Regions from separate parts of the Mus musculus genome. Here regions 1, 2, 3, 4, 5 and 7 are each linked to region 6. The links are chromatin contacts, called in public Hi-C, HiChIP or PLAC-seq and promoter capture Hi-C maps. All regions are on one chromosome and are shown on one strand. Each heading gives the region's core, a stretch centred on a gene start, on an enhancer-like site or on the middle of the called end of the contact. The rest is flanking DNA. Distances are from core to core; before and after follow the strand shown.

Region 1 (2,700 bases), core at 81-2,580, 1.6 Mb after region 6:
AGTATATAAAAATCAATTATTTTTATAATCACCTTAAATTATAATAAGTATAAAATAATATTCATATGAAAAGGCAAGGAAAGCATTGGGAAGTGGATAAAATATTGAAACTCGTTGAAATTTTTAAATATATTACTTTTTAAATGTAACATTAAGAGAGATGGTTCAGCATTTTGAAATTGAATTGAAATAATCTCCAATACATCTACATACATATAAATAAACATATGTGTGAATAATTTAAAAACAAAATCTCTAATGTGACAGACATTTATAATTTCACCGGTTGAATAATCAAGGGTACTGGTAACATTTGGTGTTACTGAGGATGAGAGGAGAGTCTGCTGACCCACTTTATGTATGAAAAGACCATGTGCTTGCATAGTCCACTTCCGGAAAGTCTAAATAAGTATAAAGACACACCACAGGATTGATTGTAAGTCACAATTTCTACATTAGCTATAGCTTATAATCTATGTAGCAAAAAAGCTTGTTTACAGATGCAATTCTTATTTGCTGCACAATCACATTCATACATTAAGTCCCTTGTAAATACACAATGCATCCATCGCATTCATGACTGTTTAAATTTGTCATTAATAGACATTATTTTCAAATAAAATTGTAGATTTCTTTTTGGAATATTATGAATCCTTATGTAAAACCAATCTTAAACAGTAATAAATAAATAAATAAATAAATAAATAAATAAATAAATAAGGATTGATTTCTTCTTTGTTATCTGACAACTCTAGGAACCTATTTAAAAATGAATGGGTTTATGAAGTCCATCATTTCCTGTTCTCCCCTGTCTCCTAGATACCTTCCATGCCTTCCAGGAAAAAAGCTACTTCTGTAAATATAATGGAAATTCATTTGTGAGCGATGTTTCTGCTCTGTATAGTACTAGTAACAGAAACACTTGGTTTGAAGCCAACAGATACTATTTTGGGCTTAGTATAATTTTCCAGCTGTTGTTGGGGAAAGCGTGTTATACTTCCCCACCCATTACACTGACATTCTCATCTATACATTTATATTTTGCTGCTTTTTCAAATCAGTAATGCAGCTGCCACAATATGCCTCCTACTTCCAGCAGGTGGTAAATTATTCTCTGCACAAAATGACATCATTCCCTATCTTGCAGAAAAACATGCCCTCCAAGCAGAGGAAAGGGCAGAACCATTATAGGAAACAAGATTTAGATGATTTTCTCACATCATAGTTAGTGAAACCACACTGTAGATTTTAGAGAATTAATACCTAAGGCAATGAAATCAAGTTATCAATGAGAGTTGAAAAATTCAGTAAAATAAAAACAATTAAGATCAACATTGCCGAGACATGGTTTGCCTGCTTCAGAGGCACAGAGCAGAAACTGAATCGATTTTTATTGCCCTGTTCCTGGCTTCCTTCATCTGCAACAGAAAGGAAAATATTTGTACTACACTTAAGATAATTTCTCTGCTTAGAAAGCTCCATGTTACTGATGATTTTTATATGTTTTATTAAGCTAAACCATATATAAATATACATTAGTGTCACACTAGCTTAAAACTTTTATCTCCCCCAAACAGAAGCCTGTTTGATAATCGATAGAAAGAAATTTGGGCTAGCATTCTATTTTAAAAGAAGGGCAGTATTTCTTTCTTTTTTTTCTAATCCAGATAAACGGGAATGTGGTTTTATAAAACCCTAAATCTGTGTGGCTATATAGCAGCATATTGTAGAGGGGCAAGCACAGAAGTGAATCTGTGATTTCAAACTATTTGCCATAAATTCAAACAACAGATATTAAAAACCATCTGCTGTAAATGAATCATCATATTTATTCATTTTGTTTATCCATGTACCTCAGATTAAATCACGTGTGGGTATACTGAACAGGTTTCAAGTGCGTAAATACATTTAATAATTACTTATCTCTAAGTCAAAACCAAAAAATCCAAGATAGATCCATTACTATCAGTATATTAACATTTATCAGTTTTCTTATTTAAAATATGAAACATATATCATGGTACCTAGGTTTTCGAATAAGGTCTTCTTTTTCCACATACGGAAATCATGCCATGTATATACTGCCTTTCTTCTCATAAGAACCTTTTTCAGAAATAAAGAGATCCTTTTAATTTTTTCTTCTCTTTTATTGGACATTTTCTTTATTTTCATTTCGAATGTTATCCAGGTCTCCCTATACCCCATCCCTCCTCCCACTGCTTCTATGAGGGGGTTTCCCTACCCACCTCACTGCCCTCCCATTCCCCTACACTCGGGCATCGAGCCTTTCCAGGACCAAGGGCCTTTCATCCCATTGATGCCAGACAAGGCTATCCTTTGCTACATATGTGGCTGGAGCCATGGGTCCCTCCATGTGTATCCTTGGTTCGTGGTTTAGTCCCTGGGAGCTCTGAGGGAGCTGGTTGGTTGATATTGTTGTGCCTCCTCTGGGGTTGTAAACCCCGTTAGGTCCTTTAGTCCTTTCTTTAACTCCTCCATTTGGGACCCTGTGCTCAGTCTAATGCTTGGCTGTGAGCATCTGCCTCAGAAATCGTTTTCGAGTCATGTTAAACTATAATCTCTAGTACAGGATAGCTGTGCAGAAATATATGCTCTGTTGAAAGCCTACTGATAACTAGACTGCATGATGATGCTCTTTGTTGTGATGGAAAGTCGTTACTTATTTATACTGTCCTTTCC
Region 2 (2,700 bases), core at 38-2,537, 1.7 Mb after region 6:
TCCAACAATCTGTTTTCATTAAGTAGAGATTAGAATTTGGAGTCAATATAAATATACTTAATACCAACAAGAGGGCAAAAAATACTTAAACATAGGAAATTTATGTTATTTCGTAGAGTGCAATGCTATTTATCATATGCATTTGTACATAAATTAAATCTTGTAAAGGAAAGCATTTTCTTGCTTGTTTATTTAAAATATAATATACCTTTCAAATTTTTGAAGCTTCTGTTCATGTTGACATGATTTCATTTAATCTGATAAGTTTCAAAAGCCCAATTCCATTTTCTATTTTTCAAACCTTCAATCATATTGTGAGCCAAAATCTTTTGAAACATTTTATAGAGAGAATGATATTCTTTTATACTGACCTAGCAAATTTTAACGACTTTGGAGTGTAGAAGATTCAGGACTTGGTTTCAACACTGTTTTGCAAGGAAAGGAAGAAAATCTGCTTTGCATTTAAGACGATGATGTAATGTCTCACATTTGCAGATTATTTAAAATGAAAAGCAGGCTTTCACTACTTGGAAGCCTACGTTCTCATTTGTATGCATGAGAGGAAATGTATCTGAAAATCTATCTATCTATCTATCTATCTATCTATCTATCTATCTATCTATCTATCTATCTATCTATCTACCTACCTACCTACCTACCTACCTACCTACCTATCTATCTATCTATCTATCTATCTATCTATCTATCTATCTATCTATCTATCTATCTATCTACCTACCTACCTACCTACCTACCTACCTATCTATCTATCTATCTATCTATCTACCTATCTATCTATCTATCTATCTATCTATCTATCTATCTATCTATCTATCTCTCATCTATCAATGTCCCTATCTATCATCTATCTACCTTCCTGCCAATTATCTTTTTTTCTGTCTCTCAGTTTTAAGTGTTGGGCCTGGTCAGAACAGGTAACATTAAATAATTTACAACTCTTTTCCACCACACTCCATGCATTAATATGGTTCCTTAAAATAAGATGCTTCTCTTACTAGTGCTTCTCTGGAAGCTGATTTTTTTCTCACCCGTCCTCCCCTCCCCCCCAAAAAAAGAAAAAGAAAACAGAAGAAAAGCAAACCCTGAAACGCAACTGTGCCCAAGGGATTGCTTTCCTTTCATTGTTTATTATAACTACAAACAAAAAGCTGTAAAAGCTCATGTCGCCATGAGGCGCCCTGACAATCTGCCTGTTTAGTCACCAATAATAATGAGGCTTCCACCAGCAATAAGCTTAGTGCTAATCTAATGAGGCCCTGCTTCATTCTCCCATTGATACCACAGCAGCTGCCAAGCACTCGATCTTTAGGACACATAAACAAGAGGTGTGTCTCCAACCAGTTGAAAGATAATTGCCCCTATGATACAGGCATGCTAACACACAAACAGAGCAGTGTCCTATTTCTCTGTACATTTCCTAGAGATAGAATATACAAAAAACAAGCAAACAAACAAACAAACAAAAACAAACAAATGAATTATTCTTCTTCCTAAACTAAGTTTGAAATGGGCACAATCAATTGTTATTGTTGCTGATGGGGTTGGATGATGATGGGGTTTTGATTTCTTTTCCCCTTCTGGGTACCCATCCATTTAAGGGGTTACATGTGACTTACAAATGTGGATATATAAGGAATATGTGATGTCACTTCCTTCACTTAGTTCCCGGAGTGAATGTGATTATGAACAGATGGGCAAATGACACGATCCCACTGCTAATGAACTTCCCCACTGAGCCTGAGGGCAGTGCATTACCCTTTTGTACTTCAGACTCTTAATTATCAGTTTTTTTTTCAGTGTGAATATTACACATGCAGACATCTTTGAATTTAAGTCATGTTGATGGAGCATTATGGACATCATTAACTGGCTCTCTTCTGGCTGGGAAGAAACACATGCTTCTGAAGGCTGAAGATTAAGACATACTGCAGGCAGAACTGTCACACTGGATTCTAAGTTAATCATCTATGAAGGGGAGGAGACCTTATTGAACACATCAATTTTTAAGGAACATACGCTTTTATAAGAGATGAGAGGGGAAAAAAATCTAAAAAACATGCTGTTGTTGGAGAAATTGTGTGTGTGCTAGAGCACAGATGTTGAAAGCTACTGTTGCTTTGAATTTAGCCACCAATATTAGAATCCATACAGTTAGCTGAGATCATTCATAATGTACTGGCAATTTCCTTCATTGAGTCTAAAACACTTTCGTGGCAGGTATAAAAATTTTATGTCACTTGGTCAAGTGATGTGGTAATTTTTACTGCTATCTTATGAAACCTGCACTTCATTCTCCTTGAAAGTAAACAAACTAGAGATTTGAGACTCACAGGATATTTCATGACATCCTCATATAACTAAACTTGTTAGATATATAGGTATAATTTATTCAGTCAGCATAAGATTGCCTCCATTAAGGCCAACCTAACCTCTGATGAAAGTCTTTGAGTATTTTACCCAGTTGGCTGCAATTCTCTCATCAGTCTGAGACAGAGGATGCTCATGCTGCCTGGGATTGGAGTTATCAACATACCCATTTTAACATGGATTTAAAACAACTGTAAGTAATGTTTAGCTCACTCATGCTAATGTGACATTTGACACTCTGATAGAAAAAAATATTATTTGTTACAGCTAAAACTTCAATTTAGTTGGGCTGTTCTGCGTCTTGCAATTGTA
Region 3 (2,700 bases), core at 93-2,592, 1.7 Mb after region 6:
TTGTTTCTACTTCCATTTTTAGATCTTGAATGGTTTCATTTAACTCCATCACCCATTTGGTTGTGTTTTCCTGTAATTCTTTAAGGGATTTTTGTGTTTCCAATTTAAGGACTTCTATCTGTTTAGCAGTGATTTCCTGTAAATCTTTGAAAGAATTTTGTGCTTCCTCTTTAAGGACTTCTACCTGTTTAGCAGTATTCTCCTATATTTAAGTGAGTTATTAATGCCCTTCTTAAAATCCACTACCAGCACCATGAGATATTATTTTAAAACTGAATCTTGTTTTTCAGGTATGTTGGGTAATCCAGGACTTGCTCTGGTAGGCATACTGGGTTCTGATGATGCAGAGTGGTCTTGGTTTCTGTTAGTAAGATTCTTATGTTTGCCTTTCCTGATCTGGCAATCTCTGGTGTTAGATGTTCTAGCTGTCTCTGGCTGGAGCTTGTTTCTACCGTGAATCTTTACCCTCTGTCAGCACTCCTGGGAGTCCAACTCTTTCCTGAGTCTCAGTGGTCAGAGCACTCTCTGCAGGCAAGCTCTCCTCTTGCAGGGAAGTTGCACAGAGGCTGGAGATCAGATCCACCTCCTGGCTGAAGATGAAGGCCAAAAGGGACCCTGTCCAAGAAGCTCTGTTGCTTCTGTGTCCCATGATCTCTCTTGTGTGGACTGGTTTCTGTGAGACCCGGGTGTTCTCAGCTGAGTCCTGGGGTCAGAGCCCTCTTTGTGCTAGGGAACATGGAGAGTCCTCTGGGAAATGTGGGATCTTCTGCAGAGGTTGAGCCCAAGGTGGCATGGGGCTGGCACCTACCAGAATGAACCCCAGCTGCTAGTCAGGTGGTTTTCCTTTGTCCCTGTTCTTGCTGTTACAAGCCCCTCCGGGTTGTTTTGAGACAGATGTTGTATTTCACTCACCAGTGATCCCAAGATCCTGGGTGTGCTAGGGTGCCTGCTGCAGGGAGAGTCCTCTGGGTACAGTGGGACCATCTGCCAAGGTTGAGCCCAAGGTGGCCAGGGGCTGAAGCTGACAGGAACCAATATTTGTAGTTCTTTCAGAACTTTGGCTGATTGGTTCACTCAGCTGTTCTGACCCAAACTTCTCCTCAAGCTGACTGATTCAAATTTGTTTCTCTTAGCTTCTGAGTGAATTGCTTTGCTTGGGAAAACTGGCTTTAAATTCCATAAACTGCACTGACTGAATGTATATGAACAGAATTGCACAAACTCAAATGAACTTAACTGCATTCTACTGAATTGCATTGAACTATATTGAATTGAAATCAACCGGATTCCACTGTACTGCCTGAATTCAACTGAAATATATTTACTAAACTTCCCTTTCTCTGACTCACTCTGAGCTGTTCTCTTAAGTAGTTCTTTCCTACTCTCATGAAAGTTGGACACATCCAACTTCTGTCTTATTGTGTCAAATCTTTTTCTGATTAGTCACTTTGTCTGCCCTTCAATTAGACATCACTTTCAAATATGGCAGCTTCCTTATACAAACTAAACTTACCTACATTGTTTGGAACTAAAGGTGTGTATAGTAAGGGCATGGATTTACTCCAGACAGATCATATTGCAATTCAGGATGTGTCTGTTTTCCAGCCAGATCACATCTGATCCTACTGTATAGATGTCACTATAAACCTAAAGGAAGAAAATTCCATTCTTATTGAGAGTCAAATACAAACTGAAGTACAGTAAAAACATATGAGAAAGTACTTCCACATAGTTCTACTTGATTACTTCACATTCACACTCAGGGAATAGAATAGGGTGAAAAGCAAGCTTATTACTTTCAGTAAGTTACCTACCTTCATTTACATAATTCAACATTCCTTTTAAAGAGATTGATCCGGCAAGTGTTCTCATGTAAACCACCACATTTATGGTAAGTCCTGACAAACCAGCTGAGAGGCACATGATTATTGAGCCTGCTAAATTGACAACACTATTATAGTATCACAAACATTTAAATGCTTTATACACTGGCACTGAGTCATATCTCTGGGTTCCTGTTGTCTTTTATCTTTTTATATGTGCTCTCTCTTTCAGTATAATTTCAAACATTGTATAAATGTTTGGATAGTTGCATGCTATCCATTATTATCAATTTAGCATGTAATGTTTTCTAATTCTTCATCCTACTGTTAATGAAAGTTTAACTAATTTCCACTCTTTGTTGACTATCACAGAGACAGGGCTAATGTATATTGACTTGCTCAGTGCTGTTTGCTCATAGTATTCTAGGTCACTTAATTCCAAGACTTGGGTAGAAAATGATGAATTATTCATATTGCATGTTTCAATATCTACTTTGCTTTTAAATACACACTGGTTGACCTCAGGAAAATATGTTTTTTAAAGTTATATAAAATATGCAAGTTACTTCTGTAAAAAGGCACTTTTGCTCAGTTCAGCTTTTCAAGTACTCTATTAAAACCTAATTTTGCATCCTACAGCAAAGACACTATTATCTTTGGTAGAATGAGTCTGTGGTTACAGTGTATCTCCTACATCCTCGGCAATGGAAACTTACCATTCAAGTCCAATGGTGGATCAAGAGATGAGTCATTGCAGAACAACAGTAGAATAGGCAAGGATACTGGAATTCTTCTGGTAGTAATTAGTGCCCCTGTAATAGAAACTACTGAGAGATAGTTAGTCATTGTACCATGTAAGGATGAAGAACGGGTTCTC
Region 4 (2,700 bases), core at 67-2,566, 1.9 Mb before region 6:
ACAAGATTTTAATAAGACATTTTCATACATATTGCATACATACCATTATTGCTTCTGATTCATTCCTTAGTTGCTCCTGGCTCTCTGTTTCTGGTCACCTGCCTCCCCCAAGAGTCCTCTCTTCTACATTAATGTCCCATGAGTTTTATTACCCTGCTTTTGCTTGTTTTAAACTCTTCTTCCTCAAGATCTCTTCCTCCCCTCTCATGATTTCCTACACACACTTCTCTGGGGTTGATTTATCATAAGAAAACATGGTAATTGTCTTTTTTAATCTGGCTGTGTAACACAACTAACACTTTTTCTGATTCCACTGTTCTGCAATTATGATTTCATTTTTCTCTATAGCTCAGTGGAACTTCAGTTTGAACATGCACCTCATTTCCTTCATCTGACATCTAGGTGGTTACATCCTAGCTACTGTGAAAATCAGGTCAAGGCAGGATTGGAATCTGCACGCCTAACTGAAGCTCCTGGAAACCATAGGAGGGGTTCAGAGCTGGAACTCGCCTGAGAGTTAAAGAGGTCTCCCCATGCCTTCCAGCAGCTGGAGATTGGGAACTTCTCAGATACTTACGATTAGGGACTGGAAGGGCATGAAAAGTTTTATTGCTGTCTCTAGAGCTCTAATCATAAAGAGGAACTATTCCCAGCATATATGTCCTGGGAATATATAATCATTTGAAATCAAAGGCTCTGAGGATTTAAGCTACGAGAAGAACCCTTGCATCTCAACACTTAAACGCCAGACTAACAAACAAATCAGAATCTCTTAGTATCCGTTGGCACCCCTTTTCCTTCAGAGGATTCCGACTACAGATTGAAAATAAAGTCTGTAAGTCATACACACAATGCCAAACGCTGCCGTGGAAACTAACTGTAAAACAGACCACAGATTTGTGTTGTGTCGGCAAAGAAGAGGCGAAAGCGGCGTGTAAACCGCGGAGCCCCCGGGGCCCCTTGGGGCTGCCTTGCCCAGGGCGGCGCAGCAGGAACGCAGGGACTTCCCAGCCCGGCGCCTCCGGCCTGGCCTCCCGCCCCAGCCCGCAGCGGCTCGGAGAGATTACCCGAGGGAGGCTCAGGATCCTCAGTGCTCGTCAAAGCTCCACTCCCGACCTTCGCAGACAGCATCAGGACCACCAGCAGAATCATCCTGCCAGCTGCCGCCTGCGGGCCCATTCCTGCGCGAGGGACACCTCTGACAGGGGACCCGCGCTGCCCGTGGCCTGGCCTTGGCGTCACGTCCGCCGCAGACTAGTCGCCAAGTCCGCAAGCGGCCTGCCGGGGAGCTGGGTGGGGCCAAAACCAAAGCTTGAGAGACCAGCCTGGGACTGAGGGGCGTGGCTTAAGTGGGAGGCGGAGCCTCACGGGGCAAAGGGTTAAAAGGCAGCTCTTCAGGGGCGGACTCAGGGCGGGGGTCTAGCCAGAGAGGCGGGACCAATACGCAATCTCTTAGAGTTGATTGGAGGTTGGGAGTAGAGGTGGGATGTGAGGCGGGGTCTATACAAGGAGGCGTGTCTTGGCGGGTCTAAAGTGGACTAGGACATGGTTATAGGCGAGGTCTGGACTGGGGAGCCAGGCAGTGCGCTGCGTGGGCGGAGAAGTTTCACTAAGTTGGAGAAGGGGTGGACTAGCCTGAGGTTTGAAACTGTGGGCTCTTCTCTGTATTCAGGACCTGGACTGTGGATACGTTTGAAACTCTGACCGGAACCTTACCTTCTTCAGCCTGACACTACCTTCCTCAGTTCCTCATTCTGGTTATGTAGTAACCTGGGGTTGGAGATTTTTGCCTCAGTCCACAACCAGACACCATGCTTATCTCATCCCTCAGCATGAGGCGTGTTGGAGCCTGAGGTGTTAGAGAAGTTACAAAAATCCTTCTCCAGTTCCCACCAGTTTTGTCCGCGGAACTTAAACTTCTGGTTTTCAAGACAGTTTGTTCAGACTCCCACAACGCAAATCCAATGTGCTTGGCTAGCACTTTATTCTTAGCAAAAACAAACTACCACCACAAAAAGCACATGCCCATTTTAATGATGAAATGTCAAAGGGCGGATCACTAAGTAGTCTTTCATCAAGAGATCGTCCCTCTTGCCTCTCTGACCGCACCGGTTAGTTTAAATCTCTCTCATTCCCCTAAATTCACTTTAGTGACCTTGCACTTACTATAGACAACACTCTTGTGCTGCCTCACTCGCCTCAGCTCTCTTTTATCACCATGTCTGCAAGGAATTTGAATGCAACCCACTCTCCCCTTCTCTTTACTCCACTTTATTTTTAATAACACATTTGCACCCCCTCCTACAATATGCATATTGATTTGATTTTCTCTGCTTCCTAGAATGCAAGCTCTATACCGTAGAGAGAGATACTGGCATGACATTCTCTGAGTCTTCCAAGCAAAATGTTATGAAGACATTCTGCAGACTTGGAGTTACCAGCTAAGGCTTGTTATTTGTCTTGATTAATTAACGAATTAATTATGCTAATAGCCCAGCATTTCTCAGACTTTGACGTCAGGATAAATCTTGGTGACCTTGTGCAGGTTCAGATTCAGTACATATGATTCAGGTTAGACTTCAGTTTTCTGCATTTCTGAAAAAGGTACACAGCAAATGTCTCACCCTTGGTGCTACAGATGTGAGTACTTGGAATAAGAGTTTGGGTGTGCATCTGATATGCACCTCAAGAAAGGCATTT
Region 5 (2,793 bases), core at 109-2,608, 2.0 Mb after region 6:
TCTTTCCAAGGAAAACCACATATTTAGTCATTGGAGTTAAGACATAAATAAATGGGTAAATGACAAAATCAATAGCTTTCAAAGATTTAAAAATCTTAGAAAATTATACATACATATGTTTCAAAATAGAATAATGAATCAAGAATTATAATTATCTTATCATGTTTTCTTACCCATTTTTCATACACAGTAGTTTCTTTATTAGCCAGAGAATAAGCAATGTCACATACTATAAATAGAGAATTAGAACATTGACAATTCACTTATTGATTAAGCTTGTATTAGAGATTATCAACTTTGAAGGCTGATCACTTCACCTGCAAAGACATTATACCCTAAAAAACATTAAGCAAAATATCATTATCTTTTCAGAAATAGGATATTCTATACAAATAATTTAGTGACACCTTGAAAAGTTATGATTTTACTTATAGACCAGAGTAAGCTGAGCATATCTATTCTTTAAGTAGCACCTTGGGTGTGGGCTTCATAGCTGTTTTTGTACAAAATTTTCTAACGTGGTTCTAAAGATATAATGAGAGTGAGGGAGAAATTTAAATTTTGATTTTAAATTGATGTGGTTAAGAAAGTGGAATGTTTTAATTTTTGTAATGTTATTCCTCTGTGTCAAAGGCAGGGTTTTGAAAATGTGAGCTTCCTCGGTAAATAATAGAACAAAAATCAAAGAATCAAACAGAATAGAATATAGGTTGATTGAAAGTGAAACATTTTGTTTTTTGTTGCTCAATTTTTATATAGATTTGAACACCTTAGAAGGTTTTAAGGACACTATATAGGAATCATCAAAATAGTCTATGTTCTTACTACTTGCATTTTATATTTGCTCAGATCAAGTCCTGAAGGATGAGTTCTAAAATCATGACCAGTGCTTTATTAACATATCTGTATTTTCTCATTCAATAGACAGTGACTGTGGAACTCAATGAAGATATTCCAATAACCATATGGAATTGGCAGGCCCTAGCAGATACTCATAATTGGTTCCAAACATTTCCTCTTCTTAACTGTTCAAAACTGTATTATTTAAAAGGGATATTGATGTGAAGAAACTGAGTAACATGGGCCGAACTGATTCTGGTTACATAAGAGGTAATTTTCAAACAAGTTGATACATGTATGCCACTATGCCAAAAGTGATAAAACTAGATTTCAATCTGCCTTTTATATTATTAATTGGGAGAATCTTTCCTTGTGTGTGTGTGTGTGTGGGTTTTTTTTTTTTTTTTTTTTTTTTTTTTTGAAATCCTGGAACTTGATTTGTCATATGACTTCAGGCTTGCCTCCTGCTCGTGGCAATGGTTGAATGTAGACCAAGGGTGGCATTACATTTCAGTCTGTTCTCTAGACCTTTCCTCACCCTCCTTCCCCATCTAAGGCTCCTGCTCAATACTCTGTTTCAGATCCTGGAAAGTCAATAGCTTTTGGAGTTCAAAATAAACAAAGTAGGTACAATGTTCATTATTTCAAGGCCCTCTTGCAACCTCCCTAGAATAGATTTCAAGATCATTAAATGCAGTGCCAGCACAATTTGTTCAGATCTTAATGGAATTTTGGACTGAGCCCAATAAAATAATAAACTTATTTTTGTTGTTTTTCTCCCCTGTGCATGAACTCCCTCAGGCTTTTTGTGGAAAATGTGTTTATTTGGGACAGGATTCAGGTAGCATTACTGTATCAGGCCTGCTATCACCAATCACTTATAAATATGCCTCCCACGTCAACCAAACCATCAGATTAATATTCCTCTTTAAGCATTCGAAAACTAACCCTTCAATTCGAGAAGAATTGAGAAATAGTTTGCTGCTAGATTTGGAAGACTAAATCTATAGCAAAAGTTTTGTAAAATTGGTTCATATGTTATTTTCTCATTTCATTGTGAAATGAATCTACTTTAAAAGTAAGAACACACACACATAACATATACACACACACATGCATGCACACACACACATAAACACACACATGTGCACACACACACATACACACACACAAACAGACACACACAGACACACTCACAAACACACACACACTTACACATACACACACACACACAAACACACACATACACATAAGGGCAGGGAAGACTTTTGCATTACTTTTCTTACATTACATTGCTCAAAGTCTTTTTTAATTTTAATTTTTTAATTAGGTATTTTCCTCATTTACATTTCCAATGCTATCCCAAAAGTCCCCCATATGCTCCCCCCACTCACCTACCCACCCACTCCCACTTATTGACCCTGGCCCTGTACTGAGGCATATAAAGTTTGCACTACCAATGGGCCTCTTTTTCCACTGATGGCCAGCTAGGTCATCTTCTGATACATATGCAGCTAGAGACACGAGCTCCGGGGATACTGGTTAGTTCATATTGTTGTTCCACCTATAGGGTTGCAGACCCCTTGAGCTCCTTGGATACTTTCTCTAGCTCCTCCATTGGGGGCCCTGTGATCCATCCAATAGCTGACTGTGAGCATCCACTTCTGTGTTTGCTAGGCCCTGGCATAGTCTCACAAGAGACAGCTATATCAGGGTCCTTTCAGCAAAAAATCTTCCTAGTGTATGCATTGGTGTGTGCGTTTGGAAGCTGATTATGGGATGGACCCCAGATATGGTAGTCTCTAGATGATCCATCCTTTTGTCTCAGCTCCAAACTTTGTCTCTGTAACTCCTTCCATGGGTGTTTTGTTCCCAATTCTAAGAAGGGGCAAAGTGACCACACTTTGGTCCTCGTTCTTCTTGAGTTTCATGTGCTTTGTATTGTGTATCTTG
Region 6 (2,700 bases), core at 199-2,698:
CGGGCAGCTCCTTGATGCGGTCCAAACCCATTTCTATCACTAAGGACATAAGCACTTCCTCGTCGATGAAATCAGTGTCTATGACATTGGGCGGCAGCATTGCCGCGGGGACGTGAGCCACCGAGGCGGGCATGGTGCTGCCACCGCCGCTGCCGCCCGCGCTGCTGCCACCCGCGCCGCCCGAGGTGCCGCCGGAGCCGCCGGGGGTGCCGCTGCCACCCGCACCGCCAGGGGTGCTGCTGCCTCCGCTGTGCTTGGGGTTGCAATCTCGGAAGTGCTGGTTTGTCCCGTTCATCTGGTGGCCTGCAGTGGGGTGCAAATCCGGCATGTAGTGGTTGTGGGGGTAGGGGTGATGGTTGAAATACTGGTTGTTGAGCTTCTGCAGCTGCATGCTGGCCGGCAGGGAGCCTCCCTGGCTGGCCACCGGGGGACCCATGAACTGGGAGTTGTTAAACCTGGCGGCCGGGGCCAGAGCGCTCGGGGGGTGCCCCCCGTTCACAGTCCCCGGCCCCATGGCGTGCCTGATGCCGCTCGTGGCATTCATGTTGCCCGCGCCGTAGTGTATGTGCTCGCCCATGAGGGCGTTGAAGGCGTGCTGGGGCTGCTGCTGCTGGTGATGATGCGGGCTCGGGAACTGCCCCATGCCCATGCGGTGGGCAGGGTGGTGGTGCAGCCCGTTGGTGCCGTCGGGGAAGCGCCCGTGGTTCATGGCCATCATATGGTCTGCCATTTCCAGTCCTGAAAGCGAAACGAGCAGACGCTGAGACCCGCGCCACACGTGTCGCCCACCAGAGCGCACCCCACTTCTGTAGCCCCCCGTACCCGCGAGCACGTCTCAAGCTGCAGACCACCACCCCCGAGAGAGCCCACCAGCAGCCCGTGCACCCGAGCTCGCTACCTCGGCGGACCTGCTGCCTGCCGGACCCGCACAGCCTGGCGCTGAGCGACCTGCCCCTTCCCCTAGGATCCGGGAAAGTGTGGCGGGGGGAGGGGGACCGGAGCCCACACCCCCCTGGGTTCCCTGAAGTGGCCTAATAAAGGAAGTGCCCCGGAGCCGGGCCGCGAACTTCAGGCATTCAATCAGCCCTCCTCACCCTGTGGTTGCACATCCTGTTGTTATTCCCCAGCTCCGCCTCACGCTTGTCCCCGGAGCCAGCCCTGCCCTCGGAGGACTAGGCTGGCAGCAGCCCTGGCTAGCTTCGCCCGCCGCGCTCACCTTCCGTCTTTGCGATTTCTGCTCGGAACACCGAAGGCGGGCTCGTCGAGTCCAGGACCGGCTCAGCAGCACATAGAGGGACAGCCGATGGGCTGTGAGGCGCTCGCCGGTGCGAGGTTGGCGCCGAGGTCTTGCAGCAGCCGCTGGAGCAAATTCCGAGCCGTTCCCTTTTCTTTTCCTCCGCTGCCCTAGCCGCTCCGCAAGACCGCCAGGCAGCTGCCAACAATGAGCTGTGTTTCTCCGGGCTTTGGCCACTGTTAATATAAGGATCTCAGGAAGGGCGGAGCGACAGCCTCCCCGGCGGCAAGCGCAAACACACGGATCCCGGAACATCAGCACCCTGGATCGGGTCCTCTGCCGCGTCCGCGAGTCCGCGCTGCACGTGCGCAGCGGCTGCGCGCCCCGGCGCCGCCCAGCAGGTCTCCGGACCGAAGTGGCTTTCTGGCTCCCAAAGGCGAGGTTGTGCCTGCCACCTCAGGGACACGGAGCTAGTCCTCCCGGCCACCCAGTGCACGGAAGCATCTACAGGAGAGGAGCAAGGAGCACTCCCCACCTCCTTCTGGCTAGATCTCCCCACCCCCAGCTCGCTCACCCGGCTTACCTAGTGATCTGCCCTGCCCTCTACAGGAAAAAGGGGTTCGCTCAGCCTCCCTGCCCTGCAGAGTTTTCTTAGGTGCCAAACTCTTCCCAACCTACGAAGAATGGCTATGCTTTCCCGAGTTAGATTTTTAAAGCCCTGGGCCGATCGTGTCCTGTCCTCTGAGCGCGCTTTCCTGAGCCGCGCCTTTGTGTTTGTGTTTGTGGTTTTGTTTTTTTTTATATACAGGCAGCACGTACACCTAACTGAGGTATTTTTCTTAGTGTGGATGCACCCTTTAACTCCCCACCCCTCACCCCCGCTCCGCACCTCCACTCTTTTCAAGGACAGGGGTTGGGGGCGGGGAGCGGCAGCGGCTGCAGGTGGACCGAGCGCGCTCACAGGCCGGGGCGGCTCCACTCCCGGGGTTCTGGAATCCGCTCCGCACTTTACGGCCTGCTCCACGCTCCGGGAGTACGTGTGCTTCTGCTAAGTTTGCGTTTGCAGCTCTTGGTAGCTTTGGCATCCGAGCTGAGGCGTCCCTGCTCTGTAAACAAACTCAGCGATCCTCGTCCCCAGATCCACCTTTTTGCACATACACAGTTACTTGCTTCTGCTGTTGCCCTTGATCCAGGAGGTGGGGGTGTGTGCAAACTTGCACAGCCTCCCTCCGGGCTCTTGCCTGACGGTTTGGGGTTGATTTAGAAGCAAACGGGTTTGTAATTAAGAAATTCGAGGGCTGAGTAAGGCTGCTGCTGCTGCAAAAGGAAAACAGATAGATAGCTTGGTAATCGCTTTGTAAATAAAGTCGTTTTGGAAGTGGGCACGTAGCAGCACGTCCTGTATGGCACAGTGCGCGCACACACGGCTACTAGTCTTCCTTTTCAGTGAAATTGTTCAGTGGAGC
Region 7 (2,700 bases), core at 120-2,619, 1.6 Mb after region 6:
ACTCTAACTTCTAAAACTCAGAGTAAATGCTATCAACAACACAGAGTACAGACTGTGTTGCTGTCACAGATCTGACATTAGAAATGTCAGGAAGTCTGGAAGTTTACTTTGTTCAAAGTTATAACAAAAAACATGAGTGATCTAGCAAAATGACTCAGCTTACAGTAAAGGAACTTAAGAAGATATAATCTGAGACTTGATTTTAAATCCACATAAAGGGAGAAGTAGAGAATATATGATCTTGACACATTAAACCATGGCAAGCACATGTAGGTTTATGCATATGTGCATATCACTACACAAGTGCACACACACACAACACACACACAACACACACAACACACACACACAACACACACACAATACACACAACACACACACATGCACACACACACAGACACACACACAACACATACACACAGACACACACACATGCACACACACACAACACACACACACAACACACACATGCACACACACACATACACACACACACAACACACACACACACAACACACACACACACAACACACACACACACAACACACACACACAACACACACACACACATGCACACACACACATACACACACACACACACACATACACACACACAACACACACACACACACAACACACACACACACAACACACACACACACACAACACACACACACACACACACACATACACACACACACACACACACTTGGCAGGGAAAGTAGAGAAAGAGGAGAGATAAAATAAATAATATTTGATATAATGTATGACTAAATATATATTAACCCCCCCAAATCCATATTCACTCTTACGCTGTCTATTGTGTACATGGGATACAAGTCCTAGTACCTAGCTAGCTATGTGGTGATGGGAGAAGAAAACCAAAATTCCAGTGCAATGTTTCATTGAACTCTTTTGCTTAATATTTGAACAGCAGATTCAGAATATAATGCTTTTGGTTGCAAGGGTGTTCATCGGGCTATGAAGGAGGAACATGTGAAGTCAAGTGATGAACAGATTAAAGCCATTGTCCTCAGAACTGATGATGAGAATTAATAATGTTCCTACATTTTCAATTTATACAGGAGGCTTGTTTTATCATAGTTTTTTAGTTGAATATGTTTCAAATTTTTCATACAAAAGAACCGAGTAATCTGAAACTTTCCCTTACCTAACTCTATGCAGCTCTCCATTCACACTTACTTACCATTTTCATCTGTTTTAACATCAAATGATTTCTCTAATCTCAAGAATCCATCTGATGTAAGGAGCCGCCCTTGCAATCATATCCGGTGTTCTAACTGATAAACAATTAGTCTGCATATGTGCTGGGGTATTTCTCCATTCCTTGTGCCCTGCCTGTCCTGTGGCATGTCATCTGGGCTGATAGTGAGCAGCCAGTCAGGGTGAGTCATGTCTCCAACCACTCTTGTGGGTTTTAAAAGGACTGAGTTTCCTGTATTCGAGGTCTTCCTGAGATGTAAGCAATAAAGCTTTGCCGTAGAAGGATCTGGTTGTCCGAGTATGTTTTGCTGGCGAAACATTACAAGGACAAGAATCTGATAAGTGACCAAGTTGAGCAAATTTATAAACTAGTCATTTGTTTTCATTTGTTTTGCGCTTATTATCAGTTATGGAGGTGTACATATTGTGTTGAGAGATGGTTATGATTTTGAAAGTTCAGAGGTTGATATCAGATATTGTCCTTGGTCCCTTTCCATCTTCATCTTGAAAAGTTTGACTTCCTAGGCTGCTAGTCAAGAAATTTTGGGGATCCACCTGTCTCTACAGCATAGGGCTAAGATTATTCCATCATTTCCGGCTTTTTACATCGGGTGTTTTTTAAATCAGCTTTAATCCCCCTATTTGTGAGGCAGGTGCATTACTGACCTCTCAAGCCCCAGAATGTAATGATTGTTACTCCAAGAACGACTCCTCTTAGAACAAGATCCATGTAAGGGGAAGAGTCATGCCCTGTCCTGGAACATCACAGATTGGCTAAGTACCTACATCTTGAATCTTACCTTACATCTGATAGAGGACTAATATCCAAAGTACTCAAGAAGTCAGACTCCAGAAAACCAAATAACCCAATTCAAAAATGGACTACAAAGCTAAACAGAGAAATCTCAACTAAGGAAACTTGAAGGGCTGAGAAGCACTTAAAGAAATAAATGTTCAATATTCTTAGTCATCAGGGAAATGAAAATCAGAACAACCCCAAGATTCTAGCTTACACCAATCTGAATGGCTAAAATCAAGAACTCAGGTAACAGCAGATGCTGACTAGGATGCAGAGAAAAAGGAACACTCCTCCATTGCTGATAGGATTGCAAACGGGTACAAACATTGCAAATCAATCTAGCACTTCCTCAGAAATTTGGAAATAATTCTACACAAACACGAAGTTACACCACTCCTCGAAATATACCCAACAGTTGCTACAGCATGTCAAGAGGATGCATGCTCCACTATGTTCATAGCAGCTTTACTTGGAATAGCCAAAACCAGGAAACAACCCAGATGCCCCTCATCCAAAGAAAGGATACAGAAAATGTGGTTCATTTACACAATGCAATACTACTCTACAATTAAAAATGAGGAAATCATGAAATTTGTAGTTCTTCCTTGATCATTTATAAATTGAATTTCTAAATAAAATTAATTAAATGTCATTATAATTGTCACTGCTTTGATATC

The links. Promoter capture Hi-C pulls out the DNA fragments that hold promoters and counts their contacts. A called contact is a pair of places that touch in the nucleus more often than the background predicts. HiChIP or PLAC-seq counts read pairs in DNA pulled down with a chosen protein or histone mark. Capture Hi-C pulls out chosen DNA fragments and counts their contacts.
Region 1: an H3K27ac HiChIP or PLAC-seq map of VIP interneurons shows a contact between it and region 6, with 9 times the contacts expected there. The contact joins the enhancer-like site here to the promoter of Cited2 in region 6. A contact is called at or near these places in 4 of 39 promoter capture datasets (the 3T3-L1 cell line, hippocampal neurons and liver), 2 of 15 datasets of contacts at CTCF or cohesin (large pre-B cells and pro-B cells) and 16 of 115 datasets of contacts at active chromatin or transcription factors (the NIH/3T3 cell line, SST interneurons, T-cell acute lymphoblastic leukemia and 13 more).
Region 2: a contact with region 6 is called in a Hi-C map of embryonic cerebral cortex, with 4 times the contacts expected there. The contact joins the enhancer-like site here to the promoter of Cited2 in region 6. A contact is called at or near these places in 6 of 39 promoter capture datasets (the 3T3-L1 cell line, the C10 cell line, embryonic stem cells and 3 more), 1 of 15 datasets of contacts at CTCF or cohesin (large pre-B cells), 3 of 484 Hi-C or Micro-C datasets (embryonic cerebral cortex, embryonic somatosensory cortex and neural progenitor cells) and 14 of 115 datasets of contacts at active chromatin or transcription factors (the NIH/3T3 cell line, acute myeloid leukemia, astrocytes and 11 more).
Region 3: a contact with region 6 is called in an H3K27ac HiChIP or PLAC-seq map of the NIH/3T3 cell line, with 11 times the contacts expected there. The contact joins the enhancer-like site here to the promoter of Cited2 in region 6. A contact is called at or near these places in 3 of 39 promoter capture datasets (the 3T3-L1 cell line, hippocampal neurons and pre-B cells) and 6 of 115 datasets of contacts at active chromatin or transcription factors (the NIH/3T3 cell line, VIP interneurons, bone marrow-derived macrophages and 3 more).
Region 4: a promoter capture Hi-C map of liver shows a contact between it and region 6, with 3 times the contacts expected there. The contact joins the promoter of Ifngr1 here to the promoter of Cited2 in region 6. A contact is called at or near these places in 1 of 39 promoter capture datasets (pre-B cells) and 1 of 9 other capture datasets (liver).
Region 5: a promoter capture Hi-C map of liver shows a contact between it and region 6, with 8 times the contacts expected there. The contact joins the enhancer-like site here to the promoter of Cited2 in region 6. A contact is called at or near these places in 4 of 39 promoter capture datasets (embryonic stem cells, hippocampal neurons and liver), 2 of 15 datasets of contacts at CTCF or cohesin (large pre-B cells and pro-B cells), 5 of 484 Hi-C or Micro-C datasets (the AML12 cell line, cardiomyocytes, cortical neurons and 1 more) and 16 of 115 datasets of contacts at active chromatin or transcription factors (the 230-238 cell line, the NIH/3T3 cell line, T-cell acute lymphoblastic leukemia and 13 more).
Region 7: a Hi-C map of the C2C12 cell line shows a contact between it and region 6, with 5 times the contacts expected there. The contact joins the enhancer-like site here to the promoter of Cited2 in region 6. A contact is called at or near these places in 4 of 39 promoter capture datasets (embryonic stem cells, hippocampal neurons, liver and 1 more), 2 of 15 datasets of contacts at CTCF or cohesin (large pre-B cells and pro-B cells), 2 of 484 Hi-C or Micro-C datasets (the C2C12 cell line and myeloid progenitors), 16 of 115 datasets of contacts at active chromatin or transcription factors (the 230-238 cell line, the NIH/3T3 cell line, T-cell acute lymphoblastic leukemia and 13 more) and 1 of 9 other capture datasets (embryonic stem cells).

Annotation. Positions count from the first base shown.
Region 1 is chr10:16,122,416-16,125,115 of GRCm38.p6, reverse strand. No RefSeq gene overlaps it. Among named protein-coding and RNA genes, the nearest start is that of C330004P14Rik, 330 kb to the right of the region's middle. Within about 2 kb of position 1,330, at least 7 of the 459 cell types and tissues checked have an H3K27ac peak or open chromatin away from gene starts, as enhancers often do. A contact at or near this core is called in VIP interneurons, where this site is marked.
Region 2 is chr10:16,051,753-16,054,452 of GRCm38.p6, reverse strand. No RefSeq gene overlaps it. Among named protein-coding and RNA genes, the nearest start is that of C330004P14Rik, 260 kb to the right of the region's middle. Within about 2 kb of position 1,287, at least 10 of the 459 cell types and tissues checked have an H3K27ac peak or open chromatin away from gene starts, as enhancers often do. A contact at or near this core is called in embryonic cerebral cortex, where this site is marked.
Region 3 is chr10:16,013,678-16,016,377 of GRCm38.p6, reverse strand. No RefSeq gene overlaps it. Among named protein-coding and RNA genes, the nearest start is that of C330004P14Rik, 220 kb to the right of the region's middle. Within about 2 kb of position 1,342, at least 7 of the 459 cell types and tissues checked have an H3K27ac peak or open chromatin away from gene starts, as enhancers often do. A contact at or near this core is called in the NIH/3T3 cell line, where this site is marked.
Region 4 is chr10:19,590,565-19,593,264 of GRCm38.p6, reverse strand. Ifngr1 (interferon gamma receptor 1) reads right to left here and starts at 1,316. Exons shown (of 7, transcript NM_010511.3): 1 at 1,068-1,316. The coding sequence starts at 1,179.
Region 5 is chr10:15,745,681-15,748,473 of GRCm38.p6, reverse strand. The region is part of intron 2 of Gm40604 (a long non-coding RNA gene); the gene reads left to right. Among named protein-coding and RNA genes, the nearest start is that of Gm32283, 7.9 kb to the right of the region's middle. Within about 2 kb of position 1,358, at least 4 of the 459 cell types and tissues checked have an H3K27ac peak or open chromatin away from gene starts, as enhancers often do. A contact at or near this core is called in liver, where this site is marked.
Region 6 is chr10:17,721,976-17,724,675 of GRCm38.p6, reverse strand. Cited2 (Cbp/p300-interacting transactivator, with Glu/Asp-rich carboxy-terminal domain, 2) reads right to left here and starts at 1,448. Exons shown (of 2, transcript NM_010828.3): 1 at 1,217-1,448; 2 at 1-738. The coding sequence starts at 730.
Region 7 is chr10:16,158,375-16,161,074 of GRCm38.p6, reverse strand. No RefSeq gene overlaps it. Among named protein-coding and RNA genes, the nearest start is that of C330004P14Rik, 370 kb to the right of the region's middle. Within about 2 kb of position 1,369, at least 18 of the 459 cell types and tissues checked have an H3K27ac peak or open chromatin away from gene starts, as enhancers often do. A contact at or near this core is called in the C2C12 cell line and acute myeloid leukemia, where this site is marked.